Linked DNA regions of Sus scrofa: all the other regions are linked to region 3. A link is a contact called in public HiChIP or PLAC-seq data. All regions are on one chromosome and are shown on one strand. Each heading gives the region's core, a stretch centred on a gene start, on an enhancer-like site or on the middle of the called end of the contact. The rest is flanking DNA. Distances are from core to core; before and after follow the strand shown. Region 1 overlaps MAML2 (mastermind-like protein 2). Region 2 overlaps MAML2 (mastermind-like protein 2). Region 3 overlaps MTMR2 (myotubularin-related protein 2). Region 4 overlaps MAML2 (mastermind-like protein 2). Region 5 overlaps MAML2 (mastermind-like protein 2).

Region 1 (2,700 bases), core at 113-2,612, 390 kb before region 3:
GGGTTGTGGAGATTACAATAAATTATGCATGTAAAGAACTTTGTATCACAGTTGGCACATGGCGAGTGCTCAGAAATATTAGCTCTTGTTATTACTGCTATTAACATAACAATAAATGGCTTTAGCCGCATAACCCATTTATTTAAAAAATTTAAGGGTGAATCATTACAACATGTAGGAATTATGAATGTATTGATTGTAGTAGCTTTGGGGATGCCAGTAATTTCTAATCATTGTAGGTCAAATTTTTCTATCCATACGAATATGAAGGGTAAAATAACCGGAAGCTTCTTTATCTACTTTTAGAATTACGAGCATAACTTAGATATGAAAACATTCTTAATGCTTCTCCATGATACAACAGCTGGTTGTATTATGTACCATGTCTTATTAAAGCATCATCATTTTGTACAGTTTAAAATGTTTGTAAGTTCTAGGTAGGATTCTTAAAACAGATGTCTTTCCCTCTAGGATTTATATTTGAGATTCTCAAAAATAGTGATAATATTTTAAAAGATCTTTTAATAGGGTTTCGATCATTAGGCAGTACAGCCCCCAAGTTTTAACTAATCTTCACTCAGACTTCTCTAGAGGAAGGAACAAGATTTTCAGGAGAAAGAATAAGGCACTGAGATCTGCCCCAAGTCAGTTTCCCAAAGAGAAGTCCATCCATGCAGAAGGAGGGCTCTGGGACCCCTAAAGGATTTGGGTCATGCTCAGAGAAGCCTGGCTGTTCAGAAGGCACTTTAAGTTTTCCTCCTAATTTTAACATCTGGGTTTGCCTTCCTGGCGGCGTGGGGTAGACATGAGTCTAAGGCTGCTGAGAAAGGGATGTGGGCTTCTCAGGTGATGCTCTGGCAAGGCCAGAGCTGCGCGGCTGGTGTCCCGCTTGTAGTGTGGACACGCGCAGATTGTTTTGAACTTGAGCAATACCTCCTGTTTTCTTTCCACTCTATTTCTGTTTGTGCAGAGCTGGCCTTTTCTGGCAGGAAGTGCCAGCCATTTAAGGAGTGCAAGCAATTCCCGACAGCCAGCCCCTTTCCCCCCACCACCCCCACCTCCTGGCTGCTTTGCCTCCATCCCATTGGCCTGGAGGCTGGCTGGGGTTTATCCCTGCGAAGGTTCGCATTTTTAAAATGTCTTCTTTTGTCAGCTTGAGATTTTCCAGAATTTAAAAGCGGAAAGGAAGAGAGGAATACAAGGAAGCTATTAAAGATATATTAAATAAACTCTACTGGGAGCAAGTGTGTGTTTAAGAGAGAATCTGTAACTTTTGCAAGGGAAGTTTTGGTGATTGCTTATTATTTTAACAGAGAGAGAGGGAGAGGGAGGGAGGGAGGGAGTGTGTGTGTGTGTATATGTGTGTGTGTGTTTGTGTGTTTTCTCCCTGAACTGGAGAAGCAGATGTTTAAAGGAGAAGGGCAGGAAGCAGCTCTGACAAATGAAAGGATTTTTGATTGAATTCATGAGCTAAAGTTTCCTGCCAGTAATTCATTCAACCCTAGGCTACATAAAAGAAAACCCCACATAATTGAATTTTAATCGCCTAACTTTTAACATACAACCAGAACAGGCAAGTGGAGCTGCCACAGGTAAAACTGAAATAATGCTGTAAGCTGATCTTAGATGATTATTTATTGGTAGTTTAAAAAAATTATGATACCCCTTGCTTCATACCGCTCCTCCTTTGTGTGTGTGTGTACCAGAGGCTATTCCTTATTGTCGTATAAGTTAAACTCCTTCGTGCAGATTTTTTTCTTTAAGCTGTTTTGTGAGCAGGTGCAGATGGCTTTCATGAAGTGAGCCAATTGAAATGTTCTGTTACAGCCTGTAGAAACCGAGGTTTTAAAAACTGAAACAACTGTGTTCTGTGCTGTATCCATAATTCAGCTGGAAAATGTTTTCCCCATTTTATGATGAAATCTACCACTTCTGTTTCTTTCTTTTAATGAATTTGGTTTGTCTGCAGCCTTGAGGAAATCTTGTCACTAAAATCCACCCTCAATGCTCCTCCAGTATTTTTCAGCCTGATGATTTCACAACCAGGGCCGTTGCAAAATACGGGTAAATGGGCTTTTTTAAAATCCCTGGAGATTTTTAAGAACTTTTTTTTCCTATCTTTTTTTCTTCACAGAGTACTCAAGTAAACAGCTTCAGGAAGACTGAAAACATTGAGACTTTTATACCTTTTCATAAATATAATATGAAGTAAGCTACTTTTCTTCGTGAAGTCTTATAATTTTAGAACAAGCAATAGAAAGTTGGGGAGTGCATACATCCTAAAAACTCTTGGTCTGGTGCTTGCGTTGTTATTGAGTCCTCCTCAAAACAAAGAGCAAACTAACTCCTTCGGGGCACAGAAGTTTCTGTGGCCAGGGTGGTGATGAGCTGCAGCTTTCTGCTCAATCACACTCATATGGGCACCAATAGCAAGGCCATAAACCAAGGAGTCATAGCCAAAAGCCAGAAGGAGCTGCACTCTGAAGTGAACAACAAAACCCAAATATCTATGTTGTAACTGAAGCCAAACATGTCCAAAAATAGACCTAATGAACTACTTTAAACCAGCATGATACCTACATAATTTCTAAAATGATTAAACAAAGCAAACTAGAGCTTCAGAAAATTCCACAAACTTAACCTGAAACAAACCAAGTGCCCATTGGTTTGGCTCTGTGTACTGGTGTTGTTTATGGGATC
Region 2 (2,700 bases), core at 6-2,505, 420 kb before region 3:
GCATAGTGCTTTGTAGTTTGCAAAGGACTTTGACACACAACATCTCCCTTCTTTTTTCGGTGTACTGAATGCAGGAATGAACAAAAGGTCATTATTAAGAAGGTCTGTGAGTTTAGGCACTGAACACTGCAAGTGACCACTCAGCAATGGGGAGACTTTTCTGATGCTGCTTCTCTCCTTATAATGAAGATATCATCCATAATTAACTTAGTAATAGATCTGCTCCCTCTGTGCCCTCTGTGGGATGGCTTTGGATTAGCCTAGGGTTTTAAAACCTTCCTCCTTTGCCCAAGGCCACATATTCAACTGTGTAATGGCCAGGTCTACTTGGTTGACCCATGGTCATGTCAGTTTCAATGTCCTCAACTACAGTTTCCCCTTGAAGCTGTTCTTTCTCCTGTACTCTTCATAGCAGTAAATGATAGTCTTTCATCTCAGCCAGAAATATGAGAGTTCTCATGGATTCCACCCTCTCACTCACTTTTCAGTTTCTAGAAATGACCCAATTTCTCTATTGTCTGCTGCCTTACTATCTCACCTCATCCTCTCTTCTCCATTCTCCTCACTGCTGCATTGTTAGCTTCTCCAGATCTCTCATTTTCTCACTTTTACTGTAATAAAAATATCCCAAGCAATTGCCCTGCTTTCAGGCTAATCCCTTCCAATATGAAGCTGCCAGAGTGGTTTTTTCAAAAATATTCTTATGTTTATCATAAATTCAAATTCATTAGCAAAGCACACAAAGGGCTTTCTGATGTGATGTTGCTGAACAAAACTGTTGGCAGCCCTAGAAGGCAACGTGTGCTTGACGTTGCTGTGCTGTTCCCTCCACCTGGAAAGCCCTTCCAGTTTCTGTTTAAAAATCTCCTGTTCACATTCACTGCTCAAAGAACTATGGGTCATTGTATTAGGAAAGACTTCTCCATCCACTGCCTCCCCAGCTTGCCAGCTTGAGTTTGTTCCTCTTTCACCCTCTCATAACTCTCAATCCATCATAATGTTTTACATATCTCATTATAGCATTTAACGTGTTGAACTCTAGTGACTGTTTTGCTGGGCTGTCCACCTCCCTCCCTGTAAGCTCCTCAGGGCAGAGATGAGTCCTGATGGGCTTTAGCACAGGGACCTGCAACAGAAGAAGCATTTGGTAAATGTTGAACAGAATCTGTTTCACTTTTTCCCGAGCACAAAGCATGCATGAAAGAGATTAATTTACTCCACATGGGAAGTTGCTGCGCAGGCTTACCAAAAGGTCAGGTCTATATAAAGTGGTGTTACTTTTTGTTCCCCTTTCCTTTAGTAAGACCTTAAGAAAAAAAGTGCAGTTTAAAAGCTGGGACCTATGGAACTGATCTCTGAAATGAAAAAATGATTGCAAAATCAGATTCACACAGCACCTAAACTATTCCCTCAGCTATTCCTTAAGTGCTTCTCAAAGTGTGGTCCCCAGAACAGCAGCAGTGGCATCATGGGGGATTCTTTACACATGCAGAGTATTGGACCCCACCCCAGACTGTCTGAATTGGAGGCTCTGGGGATGGGGTTTAGCGCTCTTTTAACAAACCCTCTTGATGATCCTAATGGTGACCCCAGTTTGAGAACTACTTCCCTGAGGGTTAAAAAAATTTAAAAACACCCACAAAAGGATATTAGCATTTATGGAGCACTGTTATGTGCCAGGCCATATTAACATTATTATAATGTTTTTCACAATACCAGGTTAGCACATCAAGATTTAATTCTGCTAAGATACCTTTTGTTCTATTTAAATTAGTTTAGGGAGTTCCCGTTGTGGCTCAGAGGTTAACGAACCCCACTAGTATCCGTGAGGACACAGGTTCGATTCCTGGCCTTGCTCAGGAGGTTAAAGATCCCGCGTTGCTGTGGTTGTGGTGTAGGCTGGCAGCTGTAGCTCCTATTCGACCCCTAGCCCAGGAACCTCTATATGCCGCAGGAGCAGCCTTAAAAAGACCAAAATAACTAACTAACTAAATAAAAATTAGTTTAGGTACAGCTGTCTTGATTTTGCTATAGTATCTAGTCAGGCAAAATGCTGCGTTCTCTGCAGTGCTGTCTCTCACTGTTCCCCAGGAGTGATTCCTCGTTTCTTTACACTGATTTGTGGCCCTGAAGTGACACTCAAAACATATTGCCTTGAATCATAGATATCTACTCAGCTTGCTTATCTCTCAAACTGTGAATTTTTACAAAGTATAGACCCTGTTTTGTGTGCGGAGGCCTGCACTCTGCTTTAGATAGTACCTTCCACGGATGAGCTAAACATTAGATGGATATCAATTGGATGGATGAATGGATCTTACAATATTTATCACAGCGCTGTACAGATTGAGGCTTGTACTACACAGAACAGGGATTAAAAGCTTTTTGGGTTTTTTGTCTGAGAAGCAATATCATCTGCTTATGTGGAAGAGAAGGGGAGAAATAATTGTGGAAATGGAGAATTAGCCTTTTTTTCCCCCCTCTTCTTTTTGGTAGCTACTTCTCAAGCCACTTCTTTGCCTGATTGGTGGTTTAGAGACATAAACATATAAGTGTGTGGACTTATTTAACTCCATGAATCTCAGAAGCTAGTGTTTACAATCTATCTCAAGTATAAAATCTTGTTTGGTTGGAACTAAGGGCATCAATCCAGGTTGTCATGATGATAACACATCACTCTCGGCTTTTGAGTGCTCTGTT
Region 3 (2,700 bases), core at 192-2,691:
TTATCTTATACTTCTTAGGCATGGTGGTACATGCTCTTTTCCTTTAAATCCCAGAAAGAAGAAAACTTTACAAATTTATGGTGAATTGCTCATCAGATTTATCAAATTTGATACTATTTGAAAATAAAATTCATCAATTTTGATAAAATTGATGTTAATCAAATGTATGATGAATTGAAAGATGAATTTATGATCTTTTTAGATCAGCTCAAATAATTTTAGGTACAAAAATTCACAGACTCTGAAGATTTTATAGTTGGGCAGTTTTGCAGATCTAGTACTAAGACCTTAAAAGTGAAGTTTACATTGTCTCCTTTAATGTATTTTTTTCTAGAGACAGCAGTGCCAATAGTTAATGACTTTCATAAATCAGTATCTAATTAAAGAATTAGACTAAGTTTTCCACATGCCGGAGTTGGTTTGAAAGAAAGGTGATCTTTTTTTTTTTTTTTTTTTTTTTTTTTTTTTTTTTTTGTCTTTTGTCTGTTTTTTAGGGCTGCACCCACGGCATATGGAAGTTCCCAGGCTAGGGGTCTAATTGGAGCTGTAGCTGCTGGCCTACACCACAGCAGTGCAGGATCCAAGCCATGTCTGCGACCAGTACCACAGGTCATGGCAACACCAGATCCATAACCCACTGAGTGAGGCCAGGGATCAAACTTGAAGCCTCATGGTTCCTAGTCAGATTCGTTTCCGCTGCGCCATGATGGGAACTCCAGGTGATGATTTTTCATAGCAGCCTTTTATATCCTAGGCTTTGGATCTAGTTAGAAAGCAGAGTTTTATAGAGTAATGTTTTAAAGAAGAATTATTAACAGAGAAACATGTTAAATGTGTTGCCATTTTCCCCCCTCTTTTTAAGGTTTTATCATGGATTCATCCTGAAAGTCAAGCCACAATCACTAGGTGTAGCCAGCCCATGGTAGGAGTGAGTGGGAAGCGAAGCAAGGAAGATGAAAAATACCTTCAAGCCATTATGGACTCCAATGCCCAATCTCATAAAATCTTTATATTTGATGCCCGGCCAAGTGTTAATGCTGTTGCCAATAAGGTGAGATCATCTTTTAACTAGTTAAGATTATAGTTACAGTTTCATGAATCAACTTGAATTTGGTAGGAGCCACATTATAGCATAAAGAGTTCAGGCTTTTCAGAAATAAAGATGTAGATTCTCATCCTGGCTCTCCTGTTTGATAGTATGATTGAGTCAGTTAATCTTTTTAGACTTTAATTTTCGTATTTAATGAGCATCAAAACAACTAACAAGAATTGTTTTAGGGGAAAAGTAAGTTGATAAAAAATAGTGCATAGCTCTGCTTACGTATGTAGAAATAGGTGTTCAGCACCTATGAGTTTCTCTCTGCCTTCTCCAAACTGGGCAGTGAGCTTATGGCTGACTGAAGTCTGCACGGCACTGTTGTAGAAATCATGAGGTGTTCTTGGTGACCAGTGCTGCCCTCTTCTGGCAGCCCTCCACCTGTACAAGCTATTCAGACTGAAGACTTGCAGTTGAGCAGTGGTCCTGATTGCTGCTATAGAGTAAATATTGGCATTATGGAAATAGAAATTCTGATTCAGTTGACAGTCTGTAATTCTGATCAGTTTAAACTCCTGATCTACCATTGGAGAAGGAAAGAGAAGAGATACAATTTAGCTTTACAAAATTATCTTGCATGAAGTGCCCGCTATGATGCAGAGGGTTAAGGATCTAGCACTGTATCCAGGGCAGCGTGCGTTCAATCCCTGGCCCTGCACAGTGGGTAAAGAATTTGGCATAGGTTGTAGCTGTGGCTTGGGTTTGATCCCTGGGCCAGGAACTTCCATAGGCTGTGGGTATGGCCAAAAAAAAAAAAAAAAAAAAAAGTTATTTTACAGATAAGCAAAAAAAAAAAAAAAAAACCAAAACAACAAAAACAAAAAAACACAAAAAACCCAAATCATACAACATCCTACATCTTAGAGAAATACCGTCAACCCTTGGTTATACTTGCAGACCTATGTGCATACCTATGCACACATATGTTTGAAACAGAAGAATGATTACAACTTCTTTTTTTAAATTGACACTGTTTTTTTTAATGCCAGTATATACTCATCTCTAACATTTTAATGGTATGATAACTAGTAACACCAGTTGTTTCTGGACCTTTAGGTTATTTGTGTTTTTGTTTTTTGTTTTGCTGTTATAAACAATGCTGGGATGATCATCCTTTAATTAAATTATGGAGCATGAATCTAATTATTTCTGTCCTTGTTTAGTGCTTTTGAGAACATTGTGAATTCCAGGCATTCTCTGTCAAACTGTATATTTCCCCTTAAAGGAAAAATGAGCCAATGTGTATATGAAGCCGGTACCCTAGAGACTAGCATATATTTTTCTAGTAATTTCTTGTTCTCTTCCCTAAACTTATACCATGAATTAGGAGGTATGAAACTTAGAATGTTCTCGAGGATGAAAGGAGGAGGAAAGAGTATAAAGCAGAAAAAGCAGTAAGGCAAGATGTTATATTCCTCATTTTTTTTTTTTTTTAATTGTCTTTTTGCCTTTTCTAGGACTGCTCCCGCCGCATATGGAGGTTCCCAGGCCTAGGGGTCTAATCGGAGCTGTAGCCACCGGCCTACGCCAGAGCCATAGCAACGTGGGATCTGAGCCGCGTCTGCGACCCAAACCGCAGCTCACAGCAACGCCGGATCCTTAAC
Region 4 (2,700 bases), core at 191-2,690, 460 kb before region 3:
CCCTGTGCCTTCTGGGTGCAATGAAGGCACCAAACCTGAGATTTGCAAAGGTGTACCTTCCATTCTTCAGCTTCCTGTGTGACCTGGATGGAACAATTTACTACTTTCCACAGGCACCGTTTAAGAATGCAAGCAGGAACAGGACACCCAGGAATATCTGTGGAATGCAGGCCTGAAGCTGAAGGACAAGTAAAACCAGAGGGCTTGGGAAGATAACGAATGCCAAGAGGCTGAGCGCTTAACCCTGAAATGTGACTGCCCACTGGGTGGGGAGGGGGGCACTTGGAGCCCCAACAGCAGAGGAGTCATCTGACTCTGACCTCCTCTGTCTTTTGGGTCATGTTCTCAACTCTATCTTCAGGACTCCCCTGTTGGGTCACTACCATGGCCCAGGTCAGTACCCTCTCTACTCTCAGTAGCTGCAACCGCCAACTAACCCATCTTCCTTTTAGTCCACGCTGAGTACAGCAGTGCAAGTTGCCTTCTTACTACACAGGATTATGCTCACCATATCCTTGCTTAAAACTCTTTAGTGGCCTCCTGCTGCACTTAAAATAAAATTTAGGAGTTCCGGTCGTGGATCAGCAGAAACGAATCTGACTAGCATCCGTGAGGATGCAGGTTTGACCCCTGGCCTCACTCAGTGGGTTCAGGATCCGGTGTTGCTGTGAGTTGTGGTGTAGGTTGCTGACGTGGCTCAGATCTGGCATTCCTCTGCCTGTAGCATAGGCTGGCAGATATAGCTCTGATTTGACCTTAGCCTGAGAACCTCCGTATGCCATGGATGTGGCCCTAAAAAGACACACACACAAAAATTGAACTCTGTACCCAAGCTCGTAAGTCCTGCACAGGCTGCTCCCTACTGCATTTCACCAGTCGCCCTCGCCCTTGCTTGTGATGCTCCAGGCATGTGTAGAGCACTTATCTCTCCAAATGAGTCAAGGTTTTTCCTTCCATAGAGCCCGTGGTCATGTGATTTTTCTAACACATCACCTGGTTGGCTCCCACATAATTTTTGAATGTCAACTGAAATGATAGTCTAACTAAACTTCCCTTTTGAAGAGGTTTCTCTGCTGTTATTCTGTATTTTTGCCCCTTCTCTGTTTTCTTTACAACGCTTATTACAATTTGCCCTGTCTTTTAACAATTTACTTACTGTTTTCCCCTATTTTGGCCCATCCTCCTCTTTGGAATAGTAGCTCCATGTTGCTGTCTTCTTCAGCAGTGTATCTGTCATACCCTCCTTGGTGTTTGGTTGCTTGTTGAATGAGGGAACAGGTACTCTGACTTGCTAGGGTATGAGAAGGATTAGCAGGAATAGCTGTTTCTGTTTCCCAAAGTCATCCTTCTAGAATATTCCGTGAGAGGAAGTGCAGGAGTGTGCAATAAGTGACTCACTCACCCAAACTGAAATTCAAGTTACCATAGATCCTCTCATTCTCTTTTTCAGAGAAGTCACAGGCCTGCCCATTGCCCAAGTGAGAGCAAGGCTAGGTCTGGGTAATAGACCATGGGTGCATCACAGTGTACTGGTGCTTTTGGCTACCTTCATGGCTCAGTCTAACTGCTGATCTGACCATTGGGAATTCTGAAGTTGGGTTACATAACACTGAAGCTTGAATCCACAGGACCAGGGTGTCTACAGCCTCCTCACAGCCAGCCCCTAAGTGCATGCTGACACTCAGGGTAAGAAGAACAGCCCAGTGAAGGTGATAAGGAGGCTTTGGATCAGATGTCCCCGGGGACGTGCCAGATTGCTCCCTTCTCTGGCGGGCCTTCTGGGTACCAGGAAGGAGGAGAGTGGGTCATTCTGACCTGTCGTCGGTGAGTAAATGCTGTATGAGGACAAACCAAGAACGCTAAAACACTGTGATTCCAAAGAGACAAAATCTTTAAAGGCTGTATGAAAGAAATACAAGCTTGGAAGCCAGTCACAATCCTAGGACACAAGAACTGGTTTAAATTTTAGAGTTTAGAAAGGCTAGTATTAGAATAAATAAAAGGTAGTTCTGTGTTACATAATAAGATTACTTAATATAATATATACTTAATCTAATAATCCCAAGAGGTAGTAGGCCGAATGAAAATAGAACTGTAAGATACATGAGATGAAACGTAAATATATTTTGTAGGTGACCAGAATGTGTTATTTAGGGAGTGTTTGGGGATATCATTTCTAGTCTTTGAGGTTTAGAACAAGGACAGTCATGTTCTCCCACAAAACATTCCTGGGTACCATTTAGTCCCTTATCCTTTCAATAAATATTTATTTAGCATCTTCTATACACATGGTGCTATTCTCTGGCCATGATCAGACATTACCAGCTGTCCCTTGGGAGCAGAATTTGTGTGGTCAAGAAGCTCTTTTTTAGAATCTTCATTAGAACTGAGGGAGATGGCCCAGTTGCAGGAATTAGATTAGTGAACCTACACTATGTATCTCAGAAGCGTCCTAGCCCCTGCTGTGTACCTTGGTAGAACCTTTGGAGTTGGTACCTGTTGTTCTGAGTAGAATAGATCTTTGGTCTTGCGTGTTTTAAGAACATAATTCCTGGCTGCTGTGACAGCCACTTCCAGCTCAGATTGCTGACTTCATTTGTCCTCTGGCCTATAGTCTGGACTCTAGCAGGCTGGGATAGAGCCTTGCCTGCCCCTGCCCCTGCCCCTCCTATGGCAACTTCCCCTGTGGACCATTTGGTG
Region 5 (2,700 bases), core at 179-2,678, 350 kb before region 3:
TCCACTAATGGATCATTTTATGTAGATATTCTGAGCATCAATAATCAGTCATATGAGGAGGAAATACCTGCACTACACATGCGCACACCCACTCCCACACACCCAAAATCTAACATTTTTTTTTTTTTTTAACAATTGTCTCTTTGTTGCAAGACCAGGAACGAAAATAATTAGAATTTGCTGCTGGGCCTCTGTGTCTACTTTAACCTGATCTATTTTGTCTAGCATTTCTTCGCAAAGCTCTCAAATGCATTGTTAGCCTATCTGATCCTGTTGTCTGGAGACCACAGAGTGCTTCACATCTTACCCGGGGAACGGATCACTGAGGAAGGGAGAGCATTCTTTACTGACTTTTCCTAGTTTAGACCCATTGAATTTTGTTTCAGCTGCCATTTTAAGGGCGAAGAAAAAGCACTGCATCTGTAAAGAGCTCTGTCACTTTTCTCCGTGTGATGACTAATGGTGGGGAACTTAAAACCTTATCCTTGGTATCTTTTGGAGTGCAGACAATTCAACACTCTCTTGGGATGAGTAAATATCAGCCTGTTCCCAGGAAGATTAACTAGTAAGATGATGGAGGAAAAACTGCTACTTTTTAGGGGGCTATCCATAAACTGCCATCTCTACTTAAGACAGACTCTGGTATGATTCATTTCCATGGTGCTGTAATTTCTAGAAAGAAAAGGTATTTTATACACTTTTCAGTGTAACAATAGTTGCTTTCCAAGATGTTAATTTTGGTTTCAAAGTTAATGTCTGTCAATGTAATACATTTACTGGCCTTTGAAAGACCATAAAATAGTGTAGAATTAGAAGACCCGGCTTCCATATACTTTAGGCAAATCCTCCATTGCTTTACCTGTTGTGGACGTAACCGCACTTATCCAGCTTCCCTCATAGCCTTACATTTAACGGGGAAAAATGAAGCATATTTAATGACTTTGACTTTGAAAGTTCTAGGGATCCCAGCTGGAAGCAAAGCATAAGCTTTGTGGACAGAGCAGAGAGCCCAAAATCTGAAATCTAGCTTTGCTACTTATCACCTGTCTGGGCACTCTCTGTATCTTGTTTCCTACACTCTCTGTATTTTGTTTAACTAATCTGTAAAATGACCCCCAAATAATCCCTACCACATAGGATACCTGCAAGGAGCAAAGAGACTACTACCCCTGATTATAACATAAGGCAACTGAGGGCCCAGTCAGTAGAGTCTTTCCCAAGTGCATCCATCCACACATATTCACCAAGTTGCCGCAAGCAGTGTGCACATTGCTTAAATTACCATGCTATCTCAACTCGGAGAAAGACTTTCTTTTTAACTGAGAGCCCTTTCTGCTTCTTTATTTCAGGAGGAACGGTCATATTGCTGACTCTCTCTGGTTTATGGGCTGATGACTCATGCATGAGTTATCTCAGCCTCTTGTTCCTTCTCTCTTCCTCTCTTCTGCCATCTCTATCATGGGACCATTTTCTTTCTGCTAGCACTTCTCAGGGAGGTTGTGAAAGAGTGGTGAGCGACAGTGAATTAACCCCTTGTTAGCAGCCCAGTCTTCAGAGGGAAGCCTCACCCACTGCTGCTGACTGATAAGATGATGACAATCTCTGCTTCAAACGTCTCCTCCACAACTTTGGCTTCCAAATTGCCTCTTGCCTCCTTCTGCTCTAATTGCCCCTTCCTTGTTGGAGCCTCTTCCCAAGGCTAAATCCTTAAATGTTAGTGTTCCCTGGGGATCTCCCCTTGGACTTTTTATTCTGCTTGCTCTCTTGGCTGATCACACAGCGCACGTGTGCCTGTGTTGCCACCTATCTGATACTGACTCTGAAATCCATTATCTTTCACATGGAATCTCTTTCTTAACCTCCAGGTCCAGATGTACCTTGGCCATCACTGCCTTTGTCCCACAGGCACATTGAACATGTTATGTCCAAAAATGAACTTGTTTGCCCCTCCATTCACACACACACACATACACACTTCCAGGTTAGAACTCCAAACTCTTTCTACTCTCTCCACTAAGTGCCCTATGAACCACTGGGTTCCATGCATGATAAACTTACAACTTTTTCCCACGTGTTTGTCATACAAGAGATGTGTGATTTCTTCCTCAAAGGCCCTGTCCATGCTTCTCATCTTCCCTTTTTCTTACAATTTCCCTCTTAGATCTCAGCAAGTTAGCCTTTAAGAAAGACAAAGTATTTTTAGATCCCTCTTGTGAGTAATTATTTATTCCATCTTCTGTGCATTCATAGCCTTTATTCATAACTTTGTTATGATATCTTTTTGTTTATCTTTCACAAGTACAACTTTAAATTGGATGATAATATTCTTTTAAAATCTCAAAGACCCTGTCACATTGGACAGTGCCTTACAAGGAATTCAATAAAGAAGTATTTGAATGCACTTAAGACTGTTATTAAGACGCAGGGAGCATTGTTTATCATTCTATTTCCATGGTGAAATATTTGATGGTTGATTATCATTTATTAAATAATTCACTTTGCACTCCACACACAAATTACAGAAAGAGGCTTCACAGGTGGTTTTAGTATCACATCAAGATATCAAGAGTTTAGAGTTAAGATTTCAGAATATTTCTGTACCCTTATGGTTTTCAACAAGTTTGAGATCTCTCTAAAGTTTAACTTTAATTTACCTAAATTGTTTAAAAAAGTAATCATTATGCTTAAGCCAGTCTGACC

Evidence for each region. HiChIP or PLAC-seq counts read pairs in DNA pulled down with a chosen protein or histone mark.
Region 1: an H3K27ac HiChIP or PLAC-seq map of alveolar macrophages shows a contact between it and region 3. The contact joins two enhancer-like sites. A contact is called at or near these places in 2 of 47 Hi-C or Micro-C datasets (alveolar macrophages and embryonic fibroblasts) and 1 of 2 datasets of contacts at active chromatin or transcription factors (alveolar macrophages).
Region 2: a contact with region 3 is called in an H3K27ac HiChIP or PLAC-seq map of alveolar macrophages. The contact joins two enhancer-like sites. A contact is called at or near these places in 1 of 47 Hi-C or Micro-C datasets (epiblast stem cells) and 1 of 2 datasets of contacts at active chromatin or transcription factors (alveolar macrophages).
Region 4: a contact with region 3 is called in an H3K27ac HiChIP or PLAC-seq map of alveolar macrophages, with 6 times the contacts expected there. The contact joins two enhancer-like sites. A contact is called at or near these places in 1 of 47 Hi-C or Micro-C datasets (embryonic fibroblasts) and 1 of 2 datasets of contacts at active chromatin or transcription factors (alveolar macrophages).
Region 5: a contact with region 3 is called in an H3K27ac HiChIP or PLAC-seq map of alveolar macrophages. The contact joins two enhancer-like sites. A contact is called at or near these places in 1 of 47 Hi-C or Micro-C datasets (embryonic fibroblasts) and 1 of 2 datasets of contacts at active chromatin or transcription factors (alveolar macrophages).

What each region holds. Positions count from the first base shown.
Region 1 is chr9:28,271,208-28,273,907 of Sscrofa11.1, reverse strand. The region is part of intron 1 of MAML2 (mastermind-like protein 2); the gene reads left to right. Among named protein-coding and RNA genes, the nearest start is that of MAML2, 100 kb to the left of the region's middle. Within about 2 kb of position 1,362, at least 38 of the 83 cell types and tissues checked have an H3K27ac peak or open chromatin away from gene starts, as enhancers often do. A contact at or near this core is called in alveolar macrophages, where this site is marked.
Region 2 is chr9:28,300,161-28,302,860 of Sscrofa11.1, reverse strand. The region is part of intron 1 of MAML2 (mastermind-like protein 2); the gene reads left to right. Among named protein-coding and RNA genes, the nearest start is that of MAML2, 71 kb to the left of the region's middle. Within about 2 kb of position 1,255, at least 6 of the 83 cell types and tissues checked have an H3K27ac peak or open chromatin away from gene starts, as enhancers often do. A contact at or near this core is called in alveolar macrophages, where this site is marked.
Region 3 is chr9:27,884,327-27,887,026 of Sscrofa11.1, reverse strand. It overlaps MTMR2 (myotubularin-related protein 2), which reads left to right. Exons shown (of 16, transcript XM_003357252.4): 10 at 863-1,051. Among named protein-coding and RNA genes, the nearest start is that of FAM76B, 72 kb to the right of the region's middle. Within about 2 kb of position 1,441, at least 6 of the 83 cell types and tissues checked have an H3K27ac peak or open chromatin away from gene starts, as enhancers often do. A contact at or near this core is called in alveolar macrophages, where this site is marked.
Region 4 is chr9:28,343,236-28,345,935 of Sscrofa11.1, reverse strand. The region is part of intron 1 of MAML2 (mastermind-like protein 2); the gene reads left to right. Among named protein-coding and RNA genes, the nearest start is that of MAML2, 28 kb to the left of the region's middle. Within about 2 kb of position 1,440, at least 12 of the 83 cell types and tissues checked have an H3K27ac peak or open chromatin away from gene starts, as enhancers often do. A contact at or near this core is called in alveolar macrophages, where this site is marked.
Region 5 is chr9:28,238,774-28,241,473 of Sscrofa11.1, reverse strand. The region is part of intron 1 of MAML2 (mastermind-like protein 2); the gene reads left to right. Among named protein-coding and RNA genes, the nearest start is that of MAML2, 130 kb to the left of the region's middle. Within about 2 kb of position 1,428, at least 24 of the 83 cell types and tissues checked have an H3K27ac peak or open chromatin away from gene starts, as enhancers often do. A contact at or near this core is called in alveolar macrophages, where this site is marked.